Regions from separate parts of the Sus scrofa genome. Here region 1 is linked to region 2. The links are chromatin contacts, called in public promoter capture Hi-C maps. All regions are on one chromosome and are shown on one strand. The core of a region is the stretch at or near the end of the contact, and the rest is flanking DNA. Distances in the headings are between cores, read along the strand shown. Region 1 overlaps PLEKHM3 (pleckstrin homology domain-containing family M member 3). Region 2 holds the start of FZD5 (frizzled-5).

Region 1 (4,412 bases), core at 188-2,687, 68 kb after region 2:
GTGTGCGTGGCTTGGCCACTTTTCTTCACCAGGCTGTCTGGCGATGGTATATGTTGGATAAATAGATGATAGCCACACCCGTAAGAAAATAAAGAGGGTGTAAAGGTGAGGTCGTATGAAAACAATGGCAATCCACTAGCAGCAAGTTCCAAAGTACTGTTCTGTGTCTGCAGGAAGGAAGGGAGGTGGCAGCTGTTAGCTAGAGGGCAACTGAGACCTGTCAGTCCCTCCGCGTCCCTTTGACATCCTTCCCACGGAGGACCCCACCAGTATGCCAAGCAGAGGTCTCTTTCAGGGCAACTTGCTTCATTTAATCGAGTGGATCTGAACTTTCAGAACACATGGGAATCACCCAAGGAGCTTTTTTTGAAAAAATGTAAATACTCAGGCCCTATCCAGAGAGACTGACTCAGTTGTCTATGATGAGGTCCTGACACTTTGCTTGTGTTTTTTGTTTTGTCTTTTGTCTTTTTAGGCCCACCTGCTGCCGATGGAGGTTCCCAGGCTAGGGGTCGAAACGGAGCTGTAGCCGCTGGTGTACACCACAGCCACAGCCAGATCCAAGCCGCATCTGTGAGCTGCACCACACACAGCTCATGCCAATGCCAGATCCTTAACCCACTGAGCGAGGCCAGGGATCGAACCTGCATCCTCATGGATCCTAGCCAGATTTGTTTCCACTGCGCCCCCGACGGGAACTCCCGTGTTTTGGGGTTTTTAATGTGTGAAGCCCTGATGAAAGTCATCATCTGAGCTGCCATCAAAGGACTGGGCAGGGGAAAGAGTTAAGGGAGATTCAAATCGCCGTTTCCATCACCATCTCCTGAGGGCGAGGAGAGAGAAAACGGTGTCTCTTTCCACCCCCTGGAAAATCTCCGTCTGATAACATGAAAACTTCCTGCAGTCATCCAGCCCCTCAGGTTTTCCTGCACTGAGGGAAAGCTAACCTGTCCCATGAATCATGCATCATGGCTCTGACTACCTCGTGTCTCATTTGCTTCAGTGAAACATTAACTCGTTTCTTTTTATTGTGGATTGTGGCCGGTTTCTTGGGAAGATGAGGTCCAGTTGTTCCTTGGACAGAATGGACATGAGCCCCGCTTGGTTTCCTGGGGGTGGAGGAGGGCACCTGGCCCTGAACTTGTTTAGGTGTGTCCAAGAGAGTGAGGCTCAGAGTCCAGCTTTGGTCAATGTTTAACCAGAAGCACCTTTTCTGGTCTCTTCAATGTCTTCTTTGAGAAAGTGAGTTTAAAGGGTGCTTTTGAAAGGTTGCAAGTGGATGGCCGCGTCCACGGGCTGTTTGGTGGTGGGGCGAGGGCCTGCCCAGGAAGAAGTGCCGAATTTCCATTCACCTCCCAACTCCCAGAGGGTGGCTGTCCTCTCACAGACAACTCTGCTTTATTTTCAGTCTTCGCTCTGGAAGCATGGGCTCGGGAATGACTAGTACTCTGGCTACTAGGCATGGGCCTACTGCCTGGCACTTGTCCCTCCGATTGGTGGTGAGATAACACGGGGGCAAGAAGGCTTGGGGAAGAGCTATACTGGACACGCCATGGGTGGCTTGGGCTGGTTTGTTTCAGACCAGAGAGAAATCATGGCTTGACTTCCCCATGCAGCCTGTAAAACTGCATCTGCATCTTTTTAAAAGTTACGCTATATTTTTCATAAGCATAGGAAAGGCTGATGAGCATACTGAGGCTGATGACTTTAGAAAAAACCCAGAGTCTCTCTGTAAGAGTAATACTAAGAGCTATTTAAAAACCCCAGTAGCTCACTTTCAATAAAGCTCAACTCTTGCCTTCGTATTAACTTCCAGGGCTCATCTTGGGCTTTCGCCACCCCCACAAAACAGCATTTTAATGAAGTGGTTATGAGACAAGAAAGTACTTTCTGCACTGTTTATTGAGAGAAAGATAACTTTATACACGGGGAACGGGTGCACTTAAATTATATGACAGATGACCATAAAAACGAGGGGTCTTGTCCACAACACAACTTCACTTTATATTATTATAGTTACTGATATTTTAAAAATGATGTAAACAAAAATATGGATGTTATGCCAGAACAAAAGGCAATAAAATCCAGAAGACAGAAACAGCACATACATAAGTTACCACAGGAGCTATTACAAATAGCTCAACACAGAGTTACGTAGTAATAGCCAAACCCCACATTTTGGATCGTTCTGTCCAGCATGAGCAGAAATAAGGGAAAATGACACTGATCTGACCCAGGAGCAGAAGAACATGTCGTGCAGAAGCCTTCCACACCCCACATTCAATACTTTGCATTTGCAACCTACGCATTTTCCCTCCTTTTACTGTTCCTTAAAGAAGACAGATTTTTTTTTTCCCCCTTAAATCTTCTAAGGGAGGCTACTAACTCTTCACAATAAAATCCTGATAGGCGACTAAAATCAGAACCGGGGTCTCCGGTGGTGAAAGCCTAACGTAATAGCTTGGTGGACGGCCCATGCCACACAGAAATGTTTCTATTATAATTCATCCAACTGGCTTCCCACTTCCCATTTGGAAATCAGGTGGCCAAATAAAATAAAATACCAAAACCCTTTATATGGTAAAGGAAAAGAAAATCCTTGTGTTTGTGTAACTTTTTAACCTGCAACAGGCTAAGGTCACTGACGTTACAGATTCAAATCTAAATAACCGGTTCAAATTTCTCTACCCATTGGCCTTGGTGACATCATGACATTCCCCTGAGTTTGGTTAATGAAAAGCAAGCAAGCAAACAAAAAAAGTGATCTGGAAAACAGCATACGACCGAGTTGAAACGTGATGCGGGTGTATCTTTTGTATTTCCTGGTAAAAGCGTCAATGGCACCAGGAAGCCGGCGTTCCCACCGTAGTCTACTTTGACCACGTGTTTCCAGCAGGCATCCTTGTACTCATGAGGTTAAGGCACCAGGTTGCGTGAAGGTGGAAGGTCGACATGCGTGCGGAATATGCGGGCTCCAAGCATGCCTGTATGAAGAGCAGCAAGTACAGAAGAAGCGAAGTGACCCATGTTCAGGCGAAGGGTCCTGCAAGCTTCAAGTGGGTCAGATAGTCTAGACTAGAAGCACTAGGCAGTACTGTAAGGCACTCCTACGGGGAAAAGAAACGAACGCGACAGCCAACATGAGAAGGAGCCGCAGGCCCCAGTGGTCCACCAGCCAGTGTACCAGCCATGAGGCTTGAATCTGGTCCAGGGCTCAGGCCTGGGGCAAGGAAAATCGGGGATGGGGAGAAAGGCTGGTCTGCAGCTCTAGGGCCTAAGAGGGGCTCTTCCCTGTGCTAAGAGCTGCTGAGGCAGCCAGGTCTTCTACCTGGGTAACAACGGACTCCAGATCTTTCTAGCAAGATGGCTTCTCTTTCCACAGGGAGGAACCAAACAAAGCAAAAGAGCAACTGTCTCTTCCCTTGAGGGTAATGGCACCTTCCATCACTTTGGAGGCCTCTGTAGGAGGCAAGTGCCCTGTCACATGGTTGCTTGGAACCCGTTTAAAATAAAACCCCTGACAACCGTGGGTATGCCTAGGAGGGTGTTCCGTACTTTTTTGGACTTTATCTAAAGTCGGTGACAATGACTTGAGGTACTGGACTTCACTGTCAAAACACTGTCCCACATGACAGAAATCATATTTGTCTGTTCAAAGAAACCGAGCAGGGCTTGCTCACCCATCACTGGGTCCAGGTACTTAGGTAGGGCAGTTGGTTCTACTGGACTGACGGTACGGGGTACACAACACCCGGAGCTGTGCTGTTAATGCCTGGTTCTTAGCAAGGACCAAGGAAAGGAAAACGGCGCTTCCAATGACTCAATTCATGCCAAGGAGAGTGTGTTCACTTCCTTCAGTTTTGCCTCCAATTCTCTTTTGCATTATCTTGGAGGGAAAAAAAGTAGTGGGACAGAAAACTCAAGACATCAGGGGAGGAGTTCCCTGGTGGCCTAGTGGTTAAGGACTTGGCGTCGTCCATGCTGTGGCTCAGGTTATTGCTGTGGCTCAGGTTCCATCCCTGGCCCAGGGGCCAAAACAAAACAAAACACAATGAAAGAAGGGGGGGAAATTGCATGCAGCTCTCTTTCCTGGGAGAAGTAAAAAAATAAAATCACCTTTGTGTTGACTCCAAGCAGTATTAAATCAGGAGGTGAAGATTTACTTCACAACGCAGTTATTTCAATAAAGTGCGGCCGATCAGTGGAGGTGAAGAATTCTGCCCAAACACAGGAACAGCAGCATTGGCTTAACCCTAAATCAGGAGCAGAGTGTATCTCGGCTTCATCAGATCTCTTTCCAGAAAGTGTCCAGTGCAACATCACGCGATTCCTACCCTGATAGAATAATTTACGTATGGCCTTTTCTGGCCAATGGGTAGAGAACAAAGCCACAGGTTTGGAAGCCAAGCCTT
Region 2 (4,448 bases), core at 369-2,868:
CACAGCGCAGGGCCCGTTGTCTCGTAGTGGATGTGGCTGTGCTCACGGCTGCAGGCGACGCTGGCATGGCCCACGACTAGGCGCACCAGGAAGCCCAGCGACACGCACAGGTAGCAGGCTGACAGAAAGATGATGGGGCGCTCAGGGTAGCGGAAGCGTTCCATGTCTATTAAGAAGGTGGCCACCGTGGTGGAAGTGGAGATGAAGCACAGCACAGACCACAGGCCGATCCAGAAGGTGGCGAACGTGCGCTCGTCCGGGCTAAAGGACGGCTGGTAGCAGGGTACCGCGCAGTTGGGTACCTGGCCCGTCCGCACTTTGTTGTAAAGGGGGTGCGACTCCTTCAGAATGGGCACGAAGGGCTCGCGGCACTTGCACACCGACGGGCCCCCGGCGACGCAGTCGCTCCCTGAGGCCGGCGCCCCCGGAGGGCCTGAGAGGGTGGGCTTGGCCGGGAAGGGCCTGGGGGGCGCCGTGGTGGCCTCGCTGCGGTTGTAATCCATGCACAGGACCTCGGCGTCGCGGCCCAGCACCGGGAGGCGGTCGCAGCTCATGCGTTCCGGCCAGGCAAAGCCGTACTGGCGCATGAGCGGCGAGCAGCCGGCCTTGGCGCGCTCGCACACCGAGCGGCACGGCGGCAGCGGCTTGTGGTAGTCGGGCAGGCAGATGGGCGTGTACATGGAGCACAGGAAGAAGCGCAGGTCCGGCGAGCAGTGGATCTCCACCAACGGCCAGAACTGGTGCACCTCGAGGCCCGCCTCGTCCTGCGTGTCGTGGTTGAACTGGTTGGGCATGTGCGTCAGGTTGTAGCCGATGCCGCGGCACATAGGCACTGTGATTTCCTGGCACACCGGCGCCTTGGAAGCGGCCGTCGCCCGGCCCGCCAGCTGCGCCAAGAGCAGCAGCAGCAGCGAAGGCGGCGCGGACGGGTCAGGCCGAGCCATAGCCCCCTCCCTCCCCTCTCCTCCCGCAGCCCAAGCGGGGCCAGCTCAGGCAGGGGAAACCAGGACCGTGCTTCCCTCTCTGCAGACTTGTGTGGCGCCGGGGCTGGCAACCTGTTGGTTTCTCTTTCTTTTAAAGAAATCCGTCCAAAGATAAACTGTTCCGGGAGGGCGCTGCCTCCGCAGGGAGAGCTCAGCTCTTCGCTGGATAGGGCTGAGGAGGGACAGTTAAGGCTCCGATTCCAGGGAAAGTACTCTTTAAAAAAGAAGGTGGGGGAGAAGAAAGATTGCTGCCACTGCCAAGGAGAGGGGCGTCAATGGCTTAGTCCTCGCGAGCAGTCTCCAGATCTCTAAGTTAACCTCTTTCCCTTCCCTTCCCTCCACCTCCAGAAACCAAACTACAGACTCCCCGCCTCTCATCCCGCCTCCCTTTCCGCCCGGCCTTCCACGCTGTACCCCGAGGTCAGAGCGCTCAGCCCTCTGGAAAAGGGCAGAAGGGCAGGGAAAACAACTGGGAGGAGGAGAAGGCGCGTACTCTCACCTCGAAGGATCCCGTGAGAAGCAGATAGTCAGTCGCCAGCCTGAATCCTCCGTCCCTGGGGCTCTTAGCTCAGAAACGCGACTTTGAACCGAGCTGGCATCGAGAAAGTTTGGCGATAAGCTGGGTACCCGAGGCAGCACATGGCAGCAGGTGGGGGTGTCTTAGAGAGGCGGTCGCCCGCTGAACGAGGTCGCCACAGACCGGTCACTCGCCCTCTCCTTCTCCGGGGCCCCCTGCATGATCCGAGCGGGACAGGGCTGGGGTCGGCCGTGCCTTCCACCAGGGTCCACCAAGGGCGAGCGCGCCTGGCAGCACCTGGGCAAAAGGAAGGCGGTGTGCGGCGACCGGGGGCTTCCGCGGCCTCACAGTACCGCCAGCAGCTGGTGTTGGCTCCGCCAGGACTGCATGGTGCGCGCCCGCCGCCGCGTCCCGCCCGCCGCTCGCCTCCTCCCCTGCAGGGGGCTCCGCGCTCCAGCTGATTCCTGGGGGCGGTGGCGGCGCTCCCGGGACGTGCGGGACTCGGCTCCTCCTCCGCGCTCTAGCACCCTTTCGCCCACCTCTGGCGGGTACTCAACGGCGCGCGGCGGCGACGACGGCTGTAGTGCACTTGCGGCCGCAGGCTGGACTGGCCTCTTGCGCCCCGCCCGGGTCACCTGCTTCTAATGCCCGCCAGGAGGCTCCGCCCCGACCCCGCCCCTTTGAGCTGGAGCTCGGTTGGTGGGCCGCCCCGCCACGCTCTCCGCGCGTCCCCGCCCACTGCCCCGCGGGATCGGCCTCTCTTCGGGCGCCCTCCTGCCCCCTCCCCGAGCGGGCCGCTGAGGAGTGCGGGCCAATCGCGGGCCGGGAAGCAGTGGGGGCGGGGCAAATGCTAATTTCGCCTTCTTGAGACCCGGGGCGGGAAACCCTAGCTCGAAGTCCCTCCCGAGTTCTCTAGTGGCGCCCACCCGTGCCTTGTCCACTTTTCTGTAATGGTCTAGCTTACGAACCCTTGCTTCCAGGGCCCCTACCAGGTCTCCTCTCTCCAGCTAAGCATCCTTAGAGTCCAGCGCTTGTTTAAAAGAACTGCTCAAAGAATCACTTTTAACTGTGGCACCTGTCTCCTCTCTGCGTTGTCCTCATACCAGGTGAGCTTAAGTTGAGAGAACAAACGCTTCCTGAGCCCCTATTGTGTGTCGGACAGCGTGTTAATCGTTCATATCTTAATACAGGGTGTCTCAGATCCTTACAACAATTCTATGAGGCAGGCACTCCTTACAGGTGAACAAACAAGAGGTTTAGAAACTTGACCAAGGCAACCAAGCTAATAATAGCAACCCCCAGGAAAGCCACAACCTAGACAATCTTGGGAAGCTCGGTATTCTGAGCGCCTGGCATAGAGTAGGCGCTCAAATGGCAAACCTGGGATTTGAACCGAGATATTTGGGCTGCTGCATCCACAGTTTTAACAGCCACCACTCTCCCCCCACCCCACCCCCGCCATTATGCTACTGGTTAGCTCCCAGGCTTTAACCTTTACTTTTGCATTTCGTAACAAAATCTTACTGTTGCGACAGGAAAGTGATTTTCTTTCTCTTAGGAAGACTCGAGACAGGTTAGTCCTTTATCAGTTTATCGGGTTAAAAAGTCCAGGCAGTTCCCAAGTCGCCCGCAGAGAGAAGCAACACTGGCTCCAGGCTCTGTGATGGGCTAGGCGCCGGCCCCCCCGGGGCTGCCCGCTGCTTAGCCACGCACTAGCGCGCCGCCGGGGATCCGGGGCTCACAGAACAGCCAGAGCCCGCGGGAAGACCTGCTGGGCGCCCCGACCGCTGGGACGCACAGTGGCGCTCTTCAGATGGGTTATTATGCTGCAAGTTTTTAATGTCCTAAAAATGCCTCTTTTCTACATGTTCTAATTAGGTTGGAAGACTGAGGTGTTTAGCATTCTTGAAATTCATTCACACGCTTACAAAGAGAGTTTGAATTGTTTCCCGCTCCCCCACCCCTTCCTTCGACTGGGAAGAAGGCGGAAAAAAGGCCAGAGGGCCTGAGTTCTTGAAGGACTCAGGACTGGACTAAAAAAGGGTTGAGATAGACCGCGCCGATTGTCGTTCTTGTGTCCTGGTCCCATCTACACAGACTGAGAGACTGTTTCAGAATGGTCCCCTCTCTCCTGCTTTGTGAAAAATAATGCAGAATATGTGTATCAATCCCAGCCTCAGAGTTAAAAGAAAGAAATATCAGTTGCTTCACAAACAACAAAACTCTTAATAAACATGTTTAGAATGTACCTTACCTCTTTCATTTCCTGAAATTCTACAGGTGCTCCCATATTTTTGTTTGTTTGTTTGTTTTTTGGAACTACTTGGCACTTAGTGTCAGCAAACAACCCAGAGTTGAAAGTAGTGGGAGTTGAAAAGCTATGGAATAGCAATCAAAAAGAAAGGGAAACCCTCAGTGGAAAGTATGCACAGATTGTGAACATGCCAAGAGAGGCTGCCTCATTCTGTGGTCTTTATGCAACGTGTGTATTATTGGGGATGGACAAGTGTTGGCTAATAATAAAAATTATTTGAAGTTGGAGAATGTTAATCACTCATGCTGGCATTTAGCCAGAATACTTGTGTTATTTCACTTGGTTCTGACTCAAAGGATGTTATCTCCTCGTCTGAAAAACCTCTCTCTTTATAATCAACAGGGAAGTGTTATTTTTGCTTGGACATCTCTAATAATAGGAGTAATAACAGAGGGAAGATGTTGCCAAAAGAAATTTATTTTGCATTGTATAGCTTTTTGTATCACTTGGACTTTTGCTTTTTTACATCTATTACTTCACTTTAAAGGCAGTTTAAAATATGCTGTTGAACATGTATTAGGCGGGGTGCTAAATAATTCATTTGAGTTAGCTCATTTACTCCTCACAACAATCAGATGGAACTGGCACCATAATGACTTGCTTGAAGTTACACATTTAGTCCATGGAAAGGATG

Evidence for each region. Promoter capture Hi-C pulls out the DNA fragments that hold promoters and counts their contacts.
Region 1: a promoter capture Hi-C map of liver shows a contact between it and region 2, with 8 times the contacts expected there. The contact joins the enhancer-like site here to the promoter of FZD5 in region 2. A contact is called at or near these places in 1 of 5 promoter capture datasets (liver) and 10 of 47 Hi-C or Micro-C datasets (adipocytes, embryonic fibroblasts, epiblast stem cells and 3 more).

The regions. Positions count from the first base shown.
Region 1 is chr15:110,987,239-110,991,650 of Sscrofa11.1, forward strand. PLEKHM3 (pleckstrin homology domain-containing family M member 3) reads right to left here. Exons shown (of 8, transcript XM_021076249.1): 8 at 1,885-4,412. Among named protein-coding and RNA genes, the nearest start is that of FZD5, 69 kb to the left of the region's middle. Within about 2 kb of position 1,438, at least 13 of the 83 cell types and tissues checked have an H3K27ac peak or open chromatin away from gene starts, as enhancers often do. A contact at or near this core is called in fetal liver and liver, where this site is marked.
Region 2 is chr15:110,919,244-110,923,691 of Sscrofa11.1, forward strand. It overlaps FZD5 (frizzled-5), which reads right to left and starts at 1,619. Exons shown (of 2, transcript XR_002339431.1): 1 at 1,483-1,619. It overlaps LOC110257173 (a long non-coding RNA gene), which reads left to right and starts at 2,228. Exons shown (of 3, transcript XR_002339433.1): 1 at 2,228-2,606.